3 separate regions of the Zea mays genome follow, and regions 2 and 3 are each linked to region 1. The links are chromatin contacts, called in public Hi-C maps. All regions are on one chromosome and are shown on one strand. Each heading gives the region's core, a stretch centred on a gene start, on an enhancer-like site or on the middle of the called end of the contact. The rest is flanking DNA. Distances are from core to core; before and after follow the strand shown.

Region 1 (2,591 bases), core at 40-2,539:
TCAGCAGCACAAGCCCAAGCCCTCACACCACACCACCCTGACAGGTGACAAGGACGCATATACCGAAAATCCGTTTGCAGACAAGACACTTGGATGAATCTACACACAGACAGCTTCTTTCCACTTGCGCGAGTTGCACGGAGCAACAGCGGCATCCGGACCCCCAATTGCTCCCGAGCTTATCGCATTCCGCGCGCCGTCGCATTCGCGCAAGTGCAGCGCAGGGCATCGTCCTGTTTTCCTCAGCTTTCCACCGGCGCACCCGTCGTTGCACTTGCACGCCTCATTGTCTCGCCGCGAGCCCGGTTTAACGCGCGGGGCTAGCTAGATGACGAGCTGCTCCACGCGCGGCGGCATCGCCGCCTGCTCGACCGGCGCGGCAGGGAACCATGGCTGGGCCGGCCGGCTAAGCTGGGAAGGCGGGGGCACCAGCGCCATGGCCATGTTGGCGGCGGCGGCCTCGCCTCGCTTCCGCCTCTTGGGCGAGCCGCCGGTGGAGGACGAGGACGAGTCCGAGGAGGTGGCGGGCTCGGGCAACGCCAACGGCCGCTTGTCCCCGGCGGCCGCGGCGGCGATCTCGGAGCCGATGCGGAGCGGGAAGTTGAGGAGCGCGCGCGAGCCGCGCATGCGGTAGGCGGCGCGGTCGTAGGCGAGCGCGGCGTCCTCGGCGGTGTCGTAGGTGCCGAGCCAGACGCGCGCGCCGTTCTTGGCCGGGTCCCTGATCTCCGCCGCGAACTTGCCCCACGGGCGCTGCCTGACGCCCCTGTAGTGCTTGCCCCTGGCCACGGCCGCCGCGGCCTCCTCCCTCCTGGGGCTGGGCGTGGCGGCCGCCTCGCCCTCGCTGCCGGGCGTCAGTGGCTGCTCCGGGTACGGGAGGCCGCCGAAGCAGGAGCCGTCGTAGGAGGAGGAGTAGTAGGAGTCGGGGGACCGCACCGGCTCGGGCTTCACGTGCGCGAAGGAGCCGTCGGGCAGCCAGCCGTAGGCGAAGGCGTCCTGCAGCGCCCCGAACACCACCATGTCGTCGGCGTCGTCGGTGCGGAACGGGAGCGAGTCGCTCCACTGGTCCGCCACCAGGATCCCGAAGCTCTCGTCGGCCGCCGCTGGTGGCTCCTCCAGGAGGTGCTGCCGGATGGTGTCCAGCATGGACGCCGGGTTAAGCAGCATCCTGGAATGGAACGACCGAGAGAGAGCTCTCTGTTTGGTTTATGATGATGAGCTGACGAAGCGGGAGGGGAGTTGAGTGAGCTGTGTGTTGTGTGGAAGGGAAAGAAGTGATCGAGTTGAACGGCGAGGCGAGGGCTGGGCCGGGGCGCGGCTTTTATATAGGCGGAGGCGGGTTCGTTGAACTTTCCCAACCTGGAGCCAGCCACGTGACGGAATGGGCTTGTTCATTAAAATAAGCAGGGGTCGCGGCCCAGTTAGGCGACGCTAATGCATAGCCCTGATTGTGATCTTAGTCGAGTAGTTTGCGGGGGAGGGCCGCTCGCTTTCCGCCCCTGACCGTTGGTTAAGGTGGATGGATGGGAATGGGATTAGCAGAGTGTGGTGGCGTCAGCGATGAGGTCGGCGTCAGCGGGAGGTGGAGCCCGTCGTGGCGTGGTGGCACTCGGGATCGTGCCTCGTGCGTGCGTGCCGCGGCGCTGTTGGCCCGTGCCCTGCCACCGCTCGGTGCTTTTCTAGATGGTCCATCGCCTGACCAGACCTGCCCTGGTCCGCCTCGGCTTCTCGATCTGGTCAGTTCACACGGCGATCCCGTGACGGCGAAGAAGGCAGAAGGAATACTCTACGTTTTTCCATGGCCTCTGGCGGCGATGATTATTATCACTGAAAAAAATTCTTCGATCCTGACCTGCATTTCCCTCGTGTGTTTTTTTAGACGAGGGAGGCATTTTGTTCCGTTGGAAATCATCCCTGACAGCTAGAAGAGCGGGCGGGCGGGCGGAATCGACAGCCGGAGCCGCGACAAGAGCTGTGGGATCTGTATTCATCAATGCGGTGGCCCTGAGGTTTGCCGTCGCAGGAAGAAATGGCGTGGAAGTCATGTGGTGCATTGCTTCTAGACCGTCTCGTGGCTGCACGGACCCGGGCCGGGGGCTGGGCACGGGAGGATAGAGACAGCCACAGCTAGCTTTTGTGGGGGCCCAGACCATGAGGAGAAAGAAATTAAAGACGACAGCAGCGGAGCTTGAAAGCGTGATCAGCTACTTATCCCATGGACTTTACGAAGATCTGAACAAAGCTACGCTGGCTGCAGCGTGTCTTCTTCCACCCGCTGCTGGGCCTCTAGTACGTTTGTTCTAGGCATATACGTACTCCTGTACTGTCGACGTCGTATAGCGTCATCGTCCAAAGGCGGACGATCTGATCCACTCATCCACCACCGCACATGCACGTCCTGATGCGCTAGTGTGTATGTGTATATCACTGGGGGTATATATCTTAGAAACGTTGGCAGTTTTTGTTTCGGCCGATAATGGGTGCAAGTGCAATTGCAGGAACCGGGGTCGGAAGAGACCGCATGACCTTGACGTGCTTTGCCAGCTAGCTAGCTAGGGGTGGTGATGCATGCATGACTGCTTATTAGCTTTCTG
Region 2 (2,591 bases), core at 59-2,558, 650 kb after region 1:
TCGGCATACCAGAATATGGCTGGGGAAACCCATTTGCCGCCGATGTGTTTGGCGCAATTGTTTCATCGCCTAATTTATGTGATAAAAAATTAGGCATGTGAGTTTTTCCTAATGCATGTGTCATCCTCTCTATATCCTCCGTGATACTTTTAATCCGATTATCAAAAGAAATTTTAATAGATGGAATATCATCGGCTGACCTGGCATCACCTATTGTGGGGAGCTGTTGCAGCACGACTAACATATACTCGGCGTTTATCTCCCTCTCTTGGACGGTCTTTTGGTGGCAGTCTACCTTGAAGTGCGAGAGGTACCACTTGTCCGCCACCTTGAGCACCTGATCCTTTTGTCGGTGGGCCTCCTCGTCTATTTTCTTCATGTCATCTTCTAATTTTTTATGCTCAGCGGCCGATAAATTAGTCAGCCTTGTGTTGCTGTTTGGAGAAGCACTGTTGAGATCTTTAGAATCGGCCATGTAAGCCTGATTTTGTAGATCTGCAACTTCTTCCCCAGCGGAGTCGCCAAAAGTATGTTGGCACCTTTTTGGGGCGCCAAACACTCAACAAGAACCGGCGGCGGTGCTCTCTGGTCAGGCGCGGACGGTCCGCGGCACAGGGCCAGACGGTCCGCGACCTAGCGACAGGGTCGTCTTCCTCCTCCTTGCTGGAATCTAGATCTCGTCCCCTGGGGGGAAAAGATCTTAAGGTGCTCCGGGTCGACAGGTCACCCGGGGCGTCCCCAGATGACGTGGAGTCGCCTAGGAATTAAGAGATCAAATCGAGGAAGAGGTCTTGGATGGACAACTAGATCTTGCCCCTCGGGAGGGGTGAGATCCTAGGGTCGTCTTGGGATCGGCAGGCCACCCAAGACGGATCTAGACGACGTAGAGTCGAATAGGGGTGGAGGTGGATATGCGGAAGACTACAACTAGAACTATGCTACATCTACTCCTAGGGCAGGAAAAGTAAATAAGGTAATTGGTTCGATTGGAATGTGTTCGGGGGTTCTCAATCGGCCGTACCCCTTTATATTTATAGGGGAGGAGGTCTGGACCTTTTCCTAAGAGATAGCAACAAACTCCCACGTGATTAGATGGATAACCACGCACGAGATAAGGATAAATATCCGAGTTGATCTAATCTCGGGACACGCGGACCGTCCGGGCCCAAGGGCCGGACCATCCGCTCATTTTGGTGCCCAACACTTGTATACGAAAACATCGCCGCATACATGTTTAACGGGATCCGTAGAGAACAAGGATGAAGAATGATTTCACGTTCCTGTTCTCATGTACCTGTTGAATAAGAGTTTTTTCCATTTACATCATATAGAGGAAGAATCTTTCCAATCTACATTCTCTTAGGAATTCCTCGTGGGACCCAGGATCGAGTCACCATTGTCATCTGAAGCTAGTTTGAAAACTCAAATATTCTTTGGAATTAAAGGGGACTGAAGCGAAAATTAATTTATTTTCACCTCAGTTCTCTCTAATCCTAAAAGCGATTTGAGGTTTTCCAAAGTAGTCCGTACTGGGTGGCATTGTCCTATGTTTCCATTGCTTGTGCAGTTGTGCCACGTCGCTCTGTCCTCCGCGGCACACCATAAAAACCAGACCCCGCAATGCTCCCATCTCCAGTCCAGGTCTCTAGTCTCCACTCCGCTGTCGCTCCGGCCCAGCAGCTCGACCACCACCGCTCCGCAGGCAGGAAGCCGCCAAGGACATGGACGACGCTCAGGAGCCTCCCTCCCCTCCCTCCCCCTCGCAGTCATCCTCCTCCTCTTCCTCGTCGTCCTCCGTGGCCCCGAACCCGAAGAAGCGGGCGCGCAAGGACGGCAGCCGGCACCCGACGTACCGCGGCGTGCGCATGCGGAGCTGGGGCAAGTGGGTGTCGGAGATCAGGGAGCCCCGCAAGAAGTCTCGCATCTGGCTGGGCACCTTCGCCACCGCGGAGATGGCGGCGCGCGCGCACGACGTGGCCGCGCTCGCCATCAAGGGCGCGCGCGACGCGCACCTCAACTTCCCGGGCCTCGCGCACCTGCTCCCGCGCCCGGCCACCGCGGCGCCCAAGGACGTGCAGGCCGCGGCCGCGCTCGCCGCGGCCGCCGACTTCCCTCTGCCGCCGTCCCCCGGCGGCGCCAATGCCAAGAGCCCCGAGAGCAGCAGCTCCGGCTCCGCCTCCGCCTCCGCCTCCGACGACGCCAGCGCCGCCTCGCCGGCGGCGCCGCAGGACGCCGAGCCCAACCCGGACGACGCGCTGTTCGACCTCCCGGACCTGCTTCTGGACCTGAGATGCTGCGGGCCGTCGTCGTGGGCCGTCGACGACGACGTGGCCGGCGGCGGCGCGTTCCGGATCATCGAGGAGCCGCTGCTGTGGGAGTACTGAACTGATCAATGCCACCGCGCCAGTCCTGTCCTTGAGCGGTTGGCAGTGATCAGCGAGTTCATGCATCGGTAGCTGTTGAGTGTTAGGGGGTGTTTGGCTTTAGAGACTAATTTTTAGTTTATCCAATTTATTCCACTTTAGTCACTAAATTGTTAAATATGGAAACTAAAATAGAGTTATAGTTTCCATATTTTGCAATTTATAGAC
Region 3 (2,591 bases), core at 26-2,525, 600 kb before region 1:
GTCTGTAATGTAGCAGTGACAATTGTGTTCTCTCTCTTCAAGGAATTACAAGTCCAGAGCCCAAAAACATAATTGTTATGAGAACTCAATGCTAATCTTCTAACATCCCTAGGTTATCAGTAGTATACATGTCACTTTCATCAGAACATAAAAATCAAACAAATTAAAAGCGTGATACATGAAAGTAAGGAGACAAGTAGGCGACAGACGTGCAACAGGCAAGACAACTTCCATAAGAAACTCTCCTTTTGAGCAAATGCAAGACTGAAAAAACACTAAAGCTTGTCCGGTTCAACTACATCACAGATCCATCACAACTACTACATATAAACAGCACTAAGAAACTCCTAAACTCCTCGCAAGGCAGCATGCAACGAGGACAGGCAAGAAACCTTGAGAGGAAACATCTTTGTGCCACCACTTCAGTCCAAGGCGTCGATGATGCGGCCGACAAGCGCGTCCATGAGCCTCCTCTGTGCATCGAGGTGCCGGAGCGCCATCTCCATCCGCATCCTCTGCGTCTCCCGTGCGGCCTCCATCCTCCTCTCCTCCGCCCGCAGGAAACCCTCCCCGATGGCCCTCAGAGCACCCACCACGTCGCTCACACCGTCCTCGTCCCAGGCATCGTCCCGCCGCCTCTTCCTGGGCGGAGATGCGGGAGGGGAAGGGGGAGACGGCGTGGAAACCGCCGCCGGTGGCGGCGGCGACGAGGACAGGGACGTGGATCGGGACTGGGACTTGGAAAAGAAGGGCGGGGAAGGGCCGTCGAGGAGATCCATGGCGTCGAGGAGCGGGCATGGGCGTCGGCGGTTGGACCGGAGGCGTCGGCGGAGCTTCTCGATCTTGTGGCGGCACTGCCTGGCGGTCTTGGACGGGGCGGCCGCGGCTACGGCGGCCCAGTCGGTGGAGGTCAGGTGCTCCCGGCCGACGGCGAGGCGGCGCGCGGTGTAGGCCCGCGCGAGCGCGAGGGTCTCGTCGGTCGTCCAGCACGGCGGCGGCACGCGGCGGCCGGAGGCGCGGGCGGGGGAAGAAGGGGAAGGAGAGGCCATGGTGGTGGTGGGCCTGGAGGGGATGGTGAAGCGGTGGTGGAGGACGGCATGGATGGTGAAGCGTTGGGTTATAACGGAGGCGTTCCCCTTAGGCGGCAACAGGTGGCGGTGGGCGCACGCGGGCGGCGGTGGGCGGCAGCGGCGGCGGCGCCAACCGCGGCGCGTGGGGGCACCTTGACCGACACGCCGCGCGGCGCGGGACGTGCGACCCGTAAAATTTCGCGGTGGGCTTCCGTTCCCTTCCGTCCCCCATTTCGGCTGCTGGACGGCTGCGATGCGTCGGGTGGTCACGGGCGGCGCGCGCCGCCGTGGACTCCAATGGTTCGCCTGTGTCCGCTTCTTGGTAATAATGTTTTTGTTTCGGGGGCCGAAATGGAATTTGGCTTCTGGAGACGGTGAACGCTGGTCGCCTGGTCGTCACGTCGTTCGACTGGCCGCGCACGGCGGCATGCGGCGCGTCACGCCCACCAGATAGGCGTGCGACCTGCCCACCTAGCGTGCGGCAGCGGCAAGGCGACTCGCGCGGGCGCGGCTTCCGTGTGCGTGGGGCCGTGTCCGTGTGTGATCAATCGACGGGGGCGCCGACGCCGACGCGGCGTGGCCGTAGCACAAGGGCGATGTGATGTGACGTGCCGCGTCCCGTTGTCCTGCAGCCGGGACCCGGTAGCCGGCAGCGTCCAACGCATCAATGCGGTGGCAGCGAGAGCTGCCTGGCCATGTCAACGACAGAGAATGATTGGGGAGCCGACGATCCGTCATCTGAAATTCTGAAGTGTGCGACGGGGCAATCGCGCACCACCATCGCGTCCAAGGAGTCGAGGACACAGCACGACATGGCCATATCGACATTTCCATGACCATGAGGCAGTGTAGAACCAAGGCCACACGCGGCACAGTCGCACAGAGCTGCACGGGCACCGGGCACGGCGTGGCCGATGGAAGATGGAACTTAAGACTAACGTAGTTGCCACAACGACCGAGAATAAAGGCCAGTTTGTTCCTCCCTAACTTGCAGGGCTGGGCGTTCGGGTATACCCGAAAATTCGGGTCGGGTAGTTCGGGTTTTTAAAAATTCGGGTATTCAGCAGTTGAACCCGAACTCAACCCGATATTACTTGATACCCGAAATTTCGGGTACCCGAAATTTCGGGTTCGGGTTCGGGTTAAACCGAGATACCCGACATCTTACCGAGGCAGTCTGTACTCCTAGGCTCCTGGCTTCTTCATTGTTCATGTCGTTCTTCTGTGTGCTTCACTATAGTCCCGTTGCCCCCTGCAGTGCAGTCCTGTACAGGTATAGTTGTGCTCCTGCTCCAGTCGGTTGGCGGCGATGCACGGGCAGGCACTGGGCGACATGCTGATGGACAGTTGGTCGGCGGCGATGCGCAGGCAGCAGCATGCAGGTGAGCAGCATGCAAGTGGAGCGGCCGAGCTAGCTAGGCATCTAGCTGCGTTCCTGCGTGTAGCGTGTTGCAGGCAGCAGCATACGGGTTGTCGAGCGAGCTAGCATGCGGGCGCCGAGCGACGAGCTGGAAGGAAAGC

Evidence for each region. A called contact is a pair of places that touch in the nucleus more often than the background predicts.
Region 2: a Hi-C map of ear shows a contact between it and region 1, with 2.4 times the contacts expected there. The contact joins the promoter of LOC100283619 here to the promoter of LOC100285687 in region 1. A contact is called at or near these places in 2 of 25 Hi-C or Micro-C datasets (ear and endosperm).
Region 3: a contact with region 1 is called in a Hi-C map of bundle sheath, with 4 times the contacts expected there. The contact joins the promoter of LOC100277445 here to the promoter of LOC100285687 in region 1. A contact is called at or near these places in 3 of 25 Hi-C or Micro-C datasets (bundle sheath, endosperm and tassel).

Annotation. Positions count from the first base shown.
Region 1 is chr2:22,115,490-22,118,080 of Zm-B73-REFERENCE-NAM-5.0, reverse strand. LOC100285687 reads right to left here and starts at 1,289. Exons shown (of 1, transcript NM_001372319.1): 1 at 1-1,289. The coding sequence starts at 1,164. The coding sequence ends at 325.
Region 2 is chr2:21,469,127-21,471,717 of Zm-B73-REFERENCE-NAM-5.0, reverse strand. It overlaps LOC100283619, which reads left to right and starts at 1,308. Exons shown (of 1, transcript XM_020549268.3): 1 at 1,308-2,591. The coding sequence starts at 1,722. The coding sequence ends at 2,384.
Region 3 is chr2:22,719,652-22,722,242 of Zm-B73-REFERENCE-NAM-5.0, reverse strand. It overlaps LOC100277445, which reads right to left and starts at 1,275. Exons shown (of 1, transcript NM_001151006.2): 1 at 234-1,275. The coding sequence starts at 1,049. The coding sequence ends at 423. It also overlaps a transcript of LOC541976 not described here.